Linked DNA regions of Sus scrofa: region 2 is linked to region 1. A link is a contact called in public Hi-C data. All regions are on one chromosome and are shown on one strand. The core of a region is the stretch at or near the end of the contact, and the rest is flanking DNA. Distances in the headings are between cores, read along the strand shown. Region 1 overlaps CACNA2D1 (calcium voltage-gated channel auxiliary subunit alpha2delta 1). Region 2 holds the start of HGF (hepatocyte growth factor).

Region 1 (6,779 bases), core at 2,010-4,509:
CATTTCCTTTTTCCCAGGTGGTTATCACATAGGCAGCTGTTGCCTTTCACTTTGGAACTCATGAGAGAGTTACATTGTATGTATTTCCTTATAGAAATATCTTATCCACACTGAGCTTCAACGTCATAGTTTATCATTTATTATTATTAATTTTATCAATTAACTTTTAACCTTTAAGTTCGTCTTATTTTCATTTTGGCCGGTTATGTTGAAGACCGGAAGAGTTCCAGTAATGACAAGTCCCAGTTCCTAAAAATAGATTCAGAGAGAAAAGGCAAATTAAATTACAATTTAGACTTTGTCATTTTGTATTAGTCTTTGATATCTGACAGCGCATTTTATAGTTATGTTATAAACAGCCCCCCAAAGAATATAGTCATTGATTTTGAAAGCTTATTTAAAAAAAAATCAGTGAAAATATCCTGGAAATAAGCAGAATCTAGTAGGGAGTTTTTAAAGCATGCAACATCTAATTCTTAAGATAGCATTGCAAATAACTTTAAAAATAAAATTACACCAAACATTTCAGTAATCCTGACCCTCCACTCTTTTTTTCCTTAGTGGATGACAGTTCACCTAATATAAGGGGCCTCAAAGAGCAGAGTGATATTAAAATACTGTTTCAATGATTTATTTAACCTTATTTTTTTTTTTTTTTTTTTTTTTTTTTTTTTTTTTTTTTTTAAAGTTTTTTTTTTTTTTTTTTTTTTTTTTTTTTTTTTTTTTTTTTTTTTTTTTTTTTTTTTTGTTGTTGTTGTTGTTGTTGCTATTTCTTGGGCCGCTCCCGCGGCATATGGAGGTTCCCAGGCTAGGGGTTGAATCGGAGCTGTAGCCACCGGCCTACGCCAGAGCCACAGCAACGCGGGATCCGAGCCGCGTCTGCAACCTACACCACAGCTCACGGCAACGCCGGATCGTTAACCCACTGAGCAAGGGCAGGGACCGAACCCGCAACCTCATGGTTCCTAGTCGGATTCGTTAACCACTGCGCCACGATGGGAACTCCCCTATTTAACCTTATTTTGTTGTAGCTTAATTCTTATTTTTTTTCACACCCTAAGCCAAAGGGTTCATGCTAAATCACAGATGTGTAGCAGAATAACATAAACAGAAAATATATGCTATTGATCCTGCATTCTCTGGAATATTCTAGGTAAGTAGTAAGCAATATCATTTCTTTTCTTCTTGAAAAAGAAGTGATACTGCTTTTAAATAGTCTCCAAAATCAATAATACTTTTTAACAAAGTAAAATGATGCAACAAGACACCTGCAAGCATCAAATGTGAAAATCTAGTCGTGAACCAGTTCAGCAGAACAAAAATAATCTCATCGTTTAATCACCATGCAGATAATTTCATACTTTACATGAATCTATAGAGATTAGTTGGAATAAACTGATTTTCAAGTCAGAGGTCACTTTTTTATTACTCCCATCTGCAGCAGTTATATATATTTTTACCACTATTTCATGTCAAAATGACATTTTCAACAACATCACTCTTTAATTTAAAAATTGTTGCAAATTTTGAATTTGCTAGGCTGAGAAAATATTAGTAATCTTTCTGTGAATAAGACCCCAAACCCAAATCTCATGACTCCTGCTCTAATTCTAGAAACAGCATAGTCTCATAAAGAAAATGTCTTACGTTATGGTTTATTATTACACATGTAGGAAGCTCAAAAACAATGGGAACTTAAAAACTGAGTTAATTCGGAAGGACAATCATAAGCTATCAGCAGAATAAGATATCAAATTGTTTGGGAACAAAAAAATTAAGGAAATGACTACACGTAGTTGTCTACATGACGATATACATGTTGACTCTCAGTCCTAAGAAAGAATATTTGACCATGAGAACTTCCTTAATTTAATATGCAAATTAATATTCACAATGAAAACTTTCTGCCTCAATAAAGTCAAATTACAGATAATTCATTAACCTAGTATCCAAAAGATACCAATATCCTTGGGTGCTCAAGTCCCTTATATAAAATGGGTAGTATTTGCATATAACCCATACACATTCTCCCATAGACTTCGAATCATGTCTAGACTACTTTAATACCTAATACAATGCAAAGACTATGTAAATAGTTGTAAATACAATGTAAATGTTATACAAATAGTTGCCTGTGTTTGGCAAATTTAAGTTTTGCTTTTCAGAACTTTCTGAAATATTTTTTTTTCCCCTGAATATTTTTAATCTCCAGTTGGTTGCATCTGCATGCATGGGATCCATGGATATGAAAGACTGACTATATACATAAATGGGCAGTTTTAAAAATGGTAGCATGATATATAAGATAAGGTATATATTAGATACAACCTTTTTCTTTATATTACTTTTATATTTATACAGAATTTCATAATTTGCTTCTAAATATGGTAATATGTGCCCTAAAATGAAATATTAGGTTTCTAACATATCAGACAAAAATACTCATCAGTGCCTAACTTCAATTTTCTCTTTTTTTCATTAAGCACACCAAAAAAAAATTGTACTCTATTCCCAGGCAATGTGCAAGTCTTTAGAGAATTAAAAAGAGAAATACAACAAGGTTTCTGTTTTCCCAGAATTCATTCGATATTTATTTTTTAGAGTACAACTCTTTTCATATCTCTAATAAGAACTTTATCTCCCAAATAAAATGAACCCTCCACAATATCATCCCAAACTTGTTTCTGTTCTTATTTCCCATTATCTCCAAAAGTGAGTGAGGTATCATTCTTTCAATATACATAGCACTTTTCCAGTTTTCATACTGCACATCCTTTCTATAATTTCACTACTCATCACCAATTGAAGAAAACTTAGCAAGACTCAAATATTTAGCTAAAATGACACCATCTTTTTAACCCCAGGCTACTCTATCCCTAAATATATGGACTTCTTCCTTCTGAATATCCAGAGCTCTTTTCATTCTTCTAATTATATTTATTACATTTAGTCTTGTAATATTTTTACCTTTTTCTTCTTAATTTGACCAGAATATACATTTAAATCTGCTATGTGCAGAGATTATAAACAAATAATTAGAAATACAAGATGGGCACTTTTTGTTCTCAAATCAGTAAAAAGAATGCTTTTTATATCCACTGACTAGCCAATTCATGTGCCTCATTTGTTTTCTTTTTTTTTACAGTTAGTTTCCGCTTGTAGAAGAGCATATTTGGAACCAAAATCTCTTCCTAATGTCATTTGTGCTATCAGTAAGAACCTTACCAATAATGCAGACATGCTGGGTAATGAACTTCTGGTCATAGGAAATACAACAGGGCATAATTATTGACTCCTACTATCATACTCTGTTCTGTGATGGATTTGGATATATGAAACATTTTGACCATTGCTTTAGATGACCATGTGACCTTAAATAAATATGTGATGTCAAGAAAGAACACTGGACAGTAATTTTAGTGAGGGCTTGAGGTAAGCAAGCTTCACTTTATCTTCCTTAGCATGCAAGGCTGCTGCTAATAGTGCCTATGTTTCTTGTAACTTCCTGTATATGTTTATTTTACAAGAACCAAATGATAAGTAATTCTAAATGGGTTGCATTCTGTCCTTTGGGTTCATCATTGTTTCAGAAAAGTAGTATCAGCACATAACGGAACTCCAAATAAGCCTTAAAGGGGTTATTGAATCAGCATTTACTTTTCAGGGCTTAGTATTTTAATTCTCTCTGATATACTACATTAGTGAAATTATTAATAAAGTCTATCATTAAGTTAAGCATATGAATACATCTTAAGTATGATGATTACTACTTGCAAGTAAAAATAATATTCAAACATGATTTTTCAACTTTGGCCCTACTGACATATTGACCTGCATAATTCTGTGGGATATGTGTGGGGGGGGGTGGTATGTGGCTGTTGCTCTGGTGGGTTAGAGAGTAGGTTGTTTTGGTTCTGTGTACTGTGAAATGTTTAACAGCATCTCTGGCATCTATTGACTGGATGCCAGTAGCAAACCCTCCCTATCTGAGTCATGACAATAAATAACACCTAAAGATATTTCCAAATGACCTGAGGGGAAAAATTACCCCCAGTTGAGAACCATTGCTTTGAAATATGATGGCCTACTTTTACTAAAATTTCACTTATGCAGTGTACAATTTATCAGGTTTTTGTTGTTGTTGTTGTTGATATTTCACACCAGATTTATTCACTTCAATTGCCTATTTCCATAAATGCTTGGGGCTGAACCTAAAACAAGAAATTACAGGAGTTCCTGTCATGGCTCAGGGGTTAATGAATCCGACTGGGAACCATGGGTTGCAGGTTTGATCCCTGGCCTTGCTTGGTGGGTTAAGGATCTGGCATTGCTGTGAGCTATGGTGTAGGTCACAGACATGGCTCAGATCCTGCATTACTGTGGCTCTGGGATAGGCCGGCAGCTACAGCTCCGATTAGACCCTTAGCCTGGGAACCTCCATATGCCACGGGAGCAGCCCTAGAAAAGGCAAAAAAGACCAAAAAAAAAAAAAAAAAAAAAAAGAAGAAGAAATTACATATGAAGAGGTGATTGGGTCTGTGATTATTCCAGGATAGGGTAAGATATCTGTTTATCTAATTGCATGTATTTCTGAGTTCTGTTGAGAGTAGGTGGAGATATGGAGGATACATGTGCTTTTGCTCACTGAAGTCTATTTTGTAAATATTTCTTTACAATTCTTATTCAAAATCAGCAGTAAGTGGTATCAATTCACACAACTTTACTATTTTTTTAACACAGAAATTCAAAAAATTATCAAAATGCCCTTCAGTTCAAGATTCAAGTGTTGAAATTCTACATTCTCAATGGCAACTAGAAAATAACACTTTACCTTTGTGGTTCTCTATTACATACAAGCCTAGGTTTTTATGCAAATTATCTAAACTCTTGCAAAGAAGGCTGTGACAGAAGGAATTCTGCAAGGGTTTAATGAAGAGAAAAAGAGAAGTGGAACCTAGAAAGAAGCAGAAATGGAAGGCAGTGTCTGCTTCCATCAGGACAGTCTTTGCATGAAGAGCCTAGCTTACCAGTGCATCCAGGTACACGTTTGTCCACTGGACTTGCTTAGCTTTGTCTCCTGCTAAAACCATTGGTCTTCCCAGAACATCCAAATATTCCTATTTATACATACATAAAAAAGTTAAATAGTTGAAAACTAGGAATGCAGTGGTAAAATGAAACAAAACAAAATTCATAGAGAAAAAATTATCTTTAGTTAAAAATGAAGATAGAATCAGAATTATTAAGAGTTAAGCATATAATCATTTAATTCCTACTTTGGGTACTCCATAAATGGTATGTCTGCATACTTAGAATCAACAATATTTGACTTACATTATTTATACAAAGTATCTACCCCAGTTTTTTTCTGTAATAAAATATTCTCTTTCTGAGGTACAGTCAATGATAAGTGAAATAGGTTCCTTGTGAATTGTTTTATGTTAATCTAACCTATTTAAGGCTCTGTGATTTACTGGATGGAACTGCACAAATTTGAAATAATAAAGCAGCCACAAACTTGTTTTCATATCACAGACTATTTGGCTGAAATTCAAAACTACATTTAAACGTATCAAAAAATAAATGAAATACTGTGCCAAATCTAGACATCAGGCACAAATGCAGCTGCTGTATCATTTCAAAATTCAATGTATTCAGTATTCATTTCCACAAATGCAATGCTATTTGTGCTAAATTTTGATTTATTCTATTTTGTAGCTCCTCAGTTATATTTTAAAATGAATAATGATTTTAAATAGCAATTTATAAATATTTTAAAATAACATATATTTAAATTAACATACTTGCTTCAATCTACCTAGTTACTTAACAAGCATGTTTTCAACTGAATGGCTGGAGGAAAATCATATCCTTGTTGTAAGTTGTAGTAACTACTATTTAATTTTCTATGTTGTGCCTACAACTTGGAGAAACTCACTTAAATGAGCGGCCATAAAATCAAGTTCAAATTACATGATGAGTTGTTAGTAAACATTTTATTTACTTCTAGGATATTTTTAAAATTTGAGAAGAAAAATATACTCATTTTCTTTACCCAAGTTTTAGATGTTTAAAAATACTTGGAACCTTAGTGAAATAATAACCAATACATTACTCGTGACACTCATCATTTTATTACAAATATAGTAGTATAAATCATTTATTCATTTTCACCTATTTTCTCTATATTGAGTATATTTAAAGAAGAAAAGAAATATCTTAGTTTGAAAAAATACTTTAGGAATTCCCGTCATGGCTAGCGGAAATGAATCTGACTAGTATCCATGAGAATATCCATGGCCTCGCTCAGTGGGTTAAGGATCGGCGTTGCTGTGATCTGTGGTATAGGTTGCAGACACAACTCGGATCTGACATGGCTGTGGCTGTGGTGTAGGCCAGCATCTACAGGTCTAATTAAACCCCTAACCTGGGAATCTCCATAAGCTGTAAGAGCGGCCCTAGAGAGACAAAAAAAAAAAAAAAAAAAAAAAGGAAAAGAAAAGAAAAAATACTTTAAACAAGAGTTAAATAACCATACCTGAGTATTGATTCTGATTGCTCCAATGGAAGGAATTTCATAATAATAACCTGAAATATATACATATATACAGATTAATACAAATAAACATTTTAATAAAGGCCCACGACATTATTTTATGGTTCTGTAAGAGGAAAGAACATTTTTTCACTTCTAATTGAGCAAACACTTCTAACTAGCAAACACTGATAAATTTGGAAAATATCTGATTAATGCGTACTCATAGCAAATGCAAAGGCTT
Region 2 (6,532 bases), core at 2,142-4,641, 260 kb before region 1:
TGGTTTAGCATGTTTGGACATCCAAACATTTACATGCTAGTCTATCTTACTTTTCCAGTCTATCTTACTTTCCAATTGCAGGCCATATTGCTCCTCCTCAGGCACCTAATACACCAGCCCCACATGATTACCTACCCTTCTTATATTTTTTCACCTGAGTACCTTCAACCACTTTGTGCTCCCCTAACTTAGATATGGATCATACTACTACCTATCTTTTCATATGCACTTTGGGATACTGCATACTTCCTAAACCCAGTTTGATTCTCTAAGCTAGAGATGAACTCTCAACCATAACAGAGTAATGCTGCTAACACAGAATTTTTGTTATATTACTTAGCAAAATAGTTTTTTTTACTATTTTGCTAAGTAAAGTAAGCTTTAGTTTGTTTCATTGCTGCAGGTTTCAATATAAATAAAAGAAAAAAATACACATTACATATTTCATTTACATAGATTCTGGTTAGAAACTCAGCTCTATCTCTATGGTAATAAGATAAAATGTTTAAGGTCCTTAACTTCAGTATCCTCATGTAAGATGAGTCATTTCAGTAATGCCAATCTTATTAGAATTAAACAAGTTTGTTTTAGAACTTGGTCTGTAATAGTTTCTCAACAATTACAGGTTTCTTTCTCATTTGTTCATCTTTGCATCCCCTAGGGGGTCCTGAACAGTAGGTGCTCATTTAATGCTTCTTTTGTTACAGAAGACTGGACATTTGTATCCAGCATAGATGTGAATGAATAGAGGATAATTGTATGTGGACAAATTCCTATAAAGATGGCTTGAGTCTATTATATTGAATATTTCTTCAAGTTTTTGGAACCTTCAAAAATATTTCCATAATATATTCTGTTCATAACTAGTTGTCACTTCTTAAAAGTATCCACTTCTTTTTAAATATTGTGTTAATTTACAGTATGTAAAAAAGCAGACTCATAAGATAAATCAAAAAATACAACCAAAGCAACTAAGAACAACAACAAAAAACCTTCTAAATGTTCATTCAACATTAGGTGATATAAAAAGAGTAAACTTTCTTCGTATGTTCTAAAAGTCCTATCTACATTTTCCTTTTTGAAGCATGTTATAAAAAAAAGAAAAAACTATCAAAATAAACTTGCCACCCAGACAAAGGCAGCCCCCTCTTTTGATAACAACTTTAGCATTATCCACTTTAGGAATTATTCTATTATCTGTAATTCCCAATTGGCCTCTCCTTGCCTGCCAGCACACTCTTGGGCTGCATTCTCCCTATATTCAGGAAACACAGTCATTTCAACATTAGCCAAAGTGAAATGTAATTATGAGTGTATATCTCCTGCCAAAAGTTCAGAAGGCATGCCAAAAACAAATAGACATTGTCTATGGTTGATCTCCTGTTTGGGTTTTCCATACTGTGTTCTCCATGCATAGCACAAATGATTCCAGGTAATATTTTACTTCAACCCATCAGCATTTTAATCTTTAAAAATGAAAGCCCTCAAAATATTAGCCATTATTTCATTTTATACTCAAAACCCCTGAAGCCAGCAACATTGTATAAGAATCAGTTTTAACATAACACATCTCAAGGATGATAACCTGCCAGACTGATCTTTTTTTTTTTTTTCACCCCTTCAGAAACCTAACATAAGTGTTTTCAGATTGACCCTTCCCACACAGTGTTGTTTTCTAAGAGAGTCACTTCACAAAAGAGAAGAAAGCCAGGTGGATTGAATGATCTTTCTTGTCATCTTGCAAATTCCTGGTGTTTTCAACCTTTGTATTACACTGGACACTAGATCAGAGGTCTGATAAATTTCATATTTAACTAATATCAAAAGATAAGCCAGTTCTCTGTTTTGTATTATAGAAAGGCCACATCTACCGGCTGGGCATTTGTTCCATTCTTTAATCCCCCTGTGCCCACCTGTGATGGCATCACCTTCTCCTGTTGGCATCCCAGTCACGACAGTGATAATACAACCAAATACAGATGTTTCCTCTTGCCCTGATAACAACAGAAAACTCCCCAAAGCAGCACATGAAACCTCTAAACTTCTAGGCAATATGAACTCCCAAGCGACCCCATCCCAACCTGTAAATTCTAGGGAGAAAATGGGAGACTGAAAGGAGCAGTTCTGCAGCTATAATCAAAGTCACCCAATTTTTGCCTCCCTTGCACTGCAGTTTCAAAAAGGGCAGGCATCCATACCCAGAAAGAATGAGACCTTAGGAGAGAGGCTTTCTCTTTCATTTTTATAACATGCATATATTCAGAGTTTAATCTGACTTCTCCAAGTGAAAAACCTATTTTAAGTCATAATTTGGCCCTGGATGTTGATTCAGTGATGTGGGGTAGTAGATTGTCATGGGAAATTGTCCTCAGGGAAAAAAAGCATGTCTCTGCTGTACTGACCATCACTGTCCCCTTTTCAGATCAGACCCTCGGGTGAGCTTTAAACTTAGCCAAGCCAGCAAAGTTCCAGCCAGTGTTAGCACTTCAATCCCATCTCACCATCCACAACTACTAGGCTAAGTGAGACAGAGCTGGGCCAGTGGGGAGGGAGATGATGCCATACAGAGGGGATGCTAAGTATCACTTTAAATGCTTTTCAAACAGGAAAAAAAAAAATGTCAGAAGAAAGCTAAATGAGAGATTTAAAAAATTCATTCTGAGTTAAGGAAGGATGCTAGGAATAGGGAAAGAGAGAGTGTTAGGAAAAGGAAAGGTTAGCAAGAGAGAGTTAAATAATAATAATAATCATCATGAAGAAAAGAGAAAACTAACCTGCATAGGGGATGGCGATGGGAAGCAGGAGGAGGTGTAGGAGGACGTGCTGCAGCAGCAGGACTTGTAGAAGTTTGGTCACCCACATGGTGCTGCTGGATGTGCTGGCGGATCTCAGTGGAGGAGATGCCTGGGTGAAAGAATCCTGTTCCGACTCAGTGCCTAAAAGAGCCAGACGGCTCTGAGCTGCTTTTTATTGCGATGAGCTAAGTTTGTTGTGTGATTAACTGGAAAGATCTAGGTCTGAACTCCCTCTTACGGTAAGAAACTGTTTAACAACAGCCCTTTACTCTCTTCCACCCCCCCTCCTTTCCTCACTACCCCCCCCCCCAACAACACCAAACAGATCCCTGCTCCCCACCCCCACCCCCACTCTGCTTAGGAAAGAAACTTACAAAGAAAAGGTCACCTGGCCTGAGGCCAGCTTCAATTTGGAAGCTTGAGCTCCAGATCCCAGTGGCTCCTATCCGAGTAGGGAAGGGAGGAGCAAGGCTCAGCCCAATAGCTAAATCAAGGCACCGGCAGAGGACCAATTCGCTAAATTTAAACAGGAAAATACATGTGTTTACATATCTATTTGGGAAAAGAGGAAGGGGAAGCAGCATGAGAAGCAAAGCACTGCCTTTCTGTCAAATGCGCCTCAGCTCCTAATCTGTCTAGTTTCACTGCTAGAGCAATCTAGGGATTCCAAACACTGACACAGGTTCCCTAGGGTTTTAGAGACCAGGAAGGAGAAGGGAGGCTGGCTGGGAGGCAGAGCGCAGACAGGTCCAGCCCAGGTAGAAAGAGGTTAAGTAAGGAAAGGGTAAATAAACCAGCAAAACAAAAGCACCCACAAAGTCAGGCGAGGAAATTGCCCCTGTCCAATGGGCTCAGAGCAGGCTGCTTTTTTTAGAACCTGAACTAATCTCCCCAGAGCTTAAAAAAATTTACAAAAAGTGCATAAAAGTAACTTGTTGGATCTGGGATCTATGATAAATTCTGATCATGCTCTCTTCTTAAAATGTCTAAGAGACTAGGTTCTGCCTGACAGATAATCATGGCAAGGACTGCATGTCCTTGTAAACACACACACACACACACACTCACACACGTATGTGTATGTGATATGCATACCTTCTAAAACTACCTTTCACTGGCAATCTCTCAAGCTGTTTGAATTCATGAATAATTAGTGCCCTCTCTTCTCCATCTCTGTCCTGCCTGCATGCAATCACCAGACTCCCTAAATCTAAGTGGAGAGATAAAGGGCTTGCCTGGGGAATGGGAGAGGAGAGATAAGGAACGGAATCTTGTCATATTGAGATATGTCTTTGCACCTTGGGGTGATGATCTGATTACTTTAGGTAAGAGCTTGCTTTATTTGTAGTGGATTTGGGGGTATAGTTCCCCCTGTGTATCTCTGACAGAAGTACAAGCAGGCACAGCGTCTCTGTCCACAGTGACTGGGAAAGTGGACATAATGTGAAATGTCTCCTGAGCAGTGTGCAGCTATACAGAGGTGGTAGTAGGCAAAATTAATGCCATCCACAGAATGTACTTCCCTCCACAGCTTTCATTTCTCACCCTCCAGTTCATTTCACCCCAGCTTCAGGAAGAAGCTAAGGTTGAGAAATAGCTAGAGAAACTAGAGAACTAGTTTTGAGAAATCCACTTCATCTTACCTTTTCCTATTGTTAATCCTTCTCTTTGATCATTTTCTCTTATAAAAACAAAACCAAGCAAACTTAAAAGTCATTTGTCAGCCTCTCCCTTATGTCCTAAGTATCCATTTTACTTTCCTTTTTACTTTCTATTACACTTGGAAATTTTCATTTTCAGTATACCACCTGACCATGATTCTGAATTGCCCCATGGTAACCTCCTGTGCTTTACCAGGGATTCAAACCCCTTTTAAATAAACTAGATTTTCTCTAAGTAAATTCTTATAAGGTAAATAATGAAGGAGACCAGTCTTTCTATTTGTTTTCAGAGAAAGCAGAATCAGGGCTATAAACATAATTATAATTATCATAACTTGGGGCAAAATCTATCCTGGGCACCAAAAGGAAATTGAATAAACTTATTTAATAAATGACACATTTTCACAATTTTTTTTTTTTTTGCTTTTTTTAGGGCTGCACCCACTGCATACAGAGGTTCCCAGGCAATGGGTTGAATTAGAGCTATAGCTGCCAGCCTGTGCCACAGCCACAGCAACACAGGATCCAAGCCACATCTGTGTCCTTCACCACAGCTCATGGCAACACCAGATTCTTAACCCACTGTGTGAGGCCGTGGATCAAACCTTCAAACTGATGGTTACTAGTTGGATTTGTTTCAGCTGTGCCACAAGGGGAACTCCTATTTTCACAATTTTTAATTGTCACATAAAATACAATAAATACTTAACCCTATTTTGAATTATTTATCTATATTTCTATTTTGACGTTATTTGATTTCTCTATATTAAAAATGATAGCTAATATGCATTGAGTTTTTAGTGTTACTAAACATTATGCCAAGTACTCTTAGATTCTTATTTAATCTTTTTTTAAAGCACTCAATGAATTTTATTACATTTATAGTTGTACAATGATCATCATAACCCAATTTTATAACACCAACCTATATTAAAAAGAATTATTATAATTCCCATTTTACAGTTGAAGAGACCTAAGTAAATTTTTTTATTCTTAAATAACTTAAAAATTATTTTTATTCTTAAATCTTTACTGAATAAAGATTCAGTTGGGAGAGTAGAACAGAAATGGTCATGGCCCATAGGATGGGGTAAGTTTCTCTAAACCTCATAAGAAGAACCACATATCTTTTGTAAAAGATTGTAATCATTAAAATTAGCCTAAGACCAAACATGTAGGAGATGCTTAATAATAATTTACAAAATAAACAAAAATATAAACAATTAAAAAATCTCCCAAAACTGTAATCAAATACACAAAACATTATGAATTGTGCTATTGTTTTATTTTGTCTTAATAACACATTCTCTTTGTTCTTTCCAAATTATATAATGCTGTTTTCCCCATGCTCTACTCTGCTATTACCTTTATACTCCTCATGTTAAACCTATAAATCCCCAAAAGCGTTTCTGAAAAAATTTTGATAAGACAGAAAATCTTGTAAGGAGAATACTTTAAATGTTGCAATTCATATAATTACTTAAGTACAACATGGATATTCATTGCCTGTATAATATAATTTTAAGTCTTTCATAAAGTTTAAGGTCTGTAGTATTCCATGTAAGTTAGATTGATTGAATAGGAAAATGTACATTATTGTATTTTTTTAAAAGCTTGCACTTGGTTCAAAATTTTTTTTTCTTCAAAGCCTCATGTTTCTTAGGCACAAGTGATGTTTGCACCTATTTATGTCAGAAGGAAGCTAATAGGGCTTTGTGTTCTGCAGACTACTAATGAGTTTTATACTGTTAGATCAGTCATTTCATTTATTAACTGACTGGCACATATGTGGTACCATTCTGTTTGCTGCTACTATTTCTGTAGACTTAACTTTTGTCATGTGCATGGTTTCAAATTCTAGTTACTATTGAGAAAATTAATCTCCCTAAAATTCAGTTTCCTTACCACTAAAGTGGGATACTGTGCACCAGTTATTTTGCTAAATGTTGCAAATACATTATCTTACTTGCCCACCCACCCTCAAATAAAAGCTATGTATATGTGAGATGTGTATTATTATTATTGGCTTTGATATAAAAAATTGAGATTTAGAAATGAAAAGTAACTCGCTTTAGG

Evidence for each region. A called contact is a pair of places that touch in the nucleus more often than the background predicts.
Region 2: a contact with region 1 is called in a Hi-C map of liver, with 1.6 times the contacts expected there. The contact joins the promoter of HGF here to the enhancer-like site in region 1. A contact is called at or near these places in 7 of 47 Hi-C or Micro-C datasets (embryonic fibroblasts, heart right ventricle, liver and 3 more) and 1 of 2 datasets of contacts at active chromatin or transcription factors (skeletal muscle).

What each region holds. Positions count from the first base shown.
Region 1 is chr9:98,176,946-98,183,724 of Sscrofa11.1, reverse strand. CACNA2D1 (calcium voltage-gated channel auxiliary subunit alpha2delta 1) reads right to left here. Exons shown (of 39, transcript NM_214183.1): 14 at 6,539-6,588; 15 at 5,028-5,117; 16 at 172-249. Among named protein-coding and RNA genes, the nearest start is that of HGF, 260 kb to the left of the region's middle. Within about 2 kb of position 3,259, at least 1 of the 83 cell types and tissues checked has an H3K27ac peak or open chromatin away from gene starts, as enhancers often do. A contact at or near this core is called in liver, where this site is marked.
Region 2 is chr9:98,434,630-98,441,161 of Sscrofa11.1, reverse strand. HGF (hepatocyte growth factor) reads right to left here and starts at 3,391. Exons shown (of 19, transcript XM_005667687.3): 1 at 3,170-3,391; 2 at 2,775-2,904. The coding sequence starts at 3,379.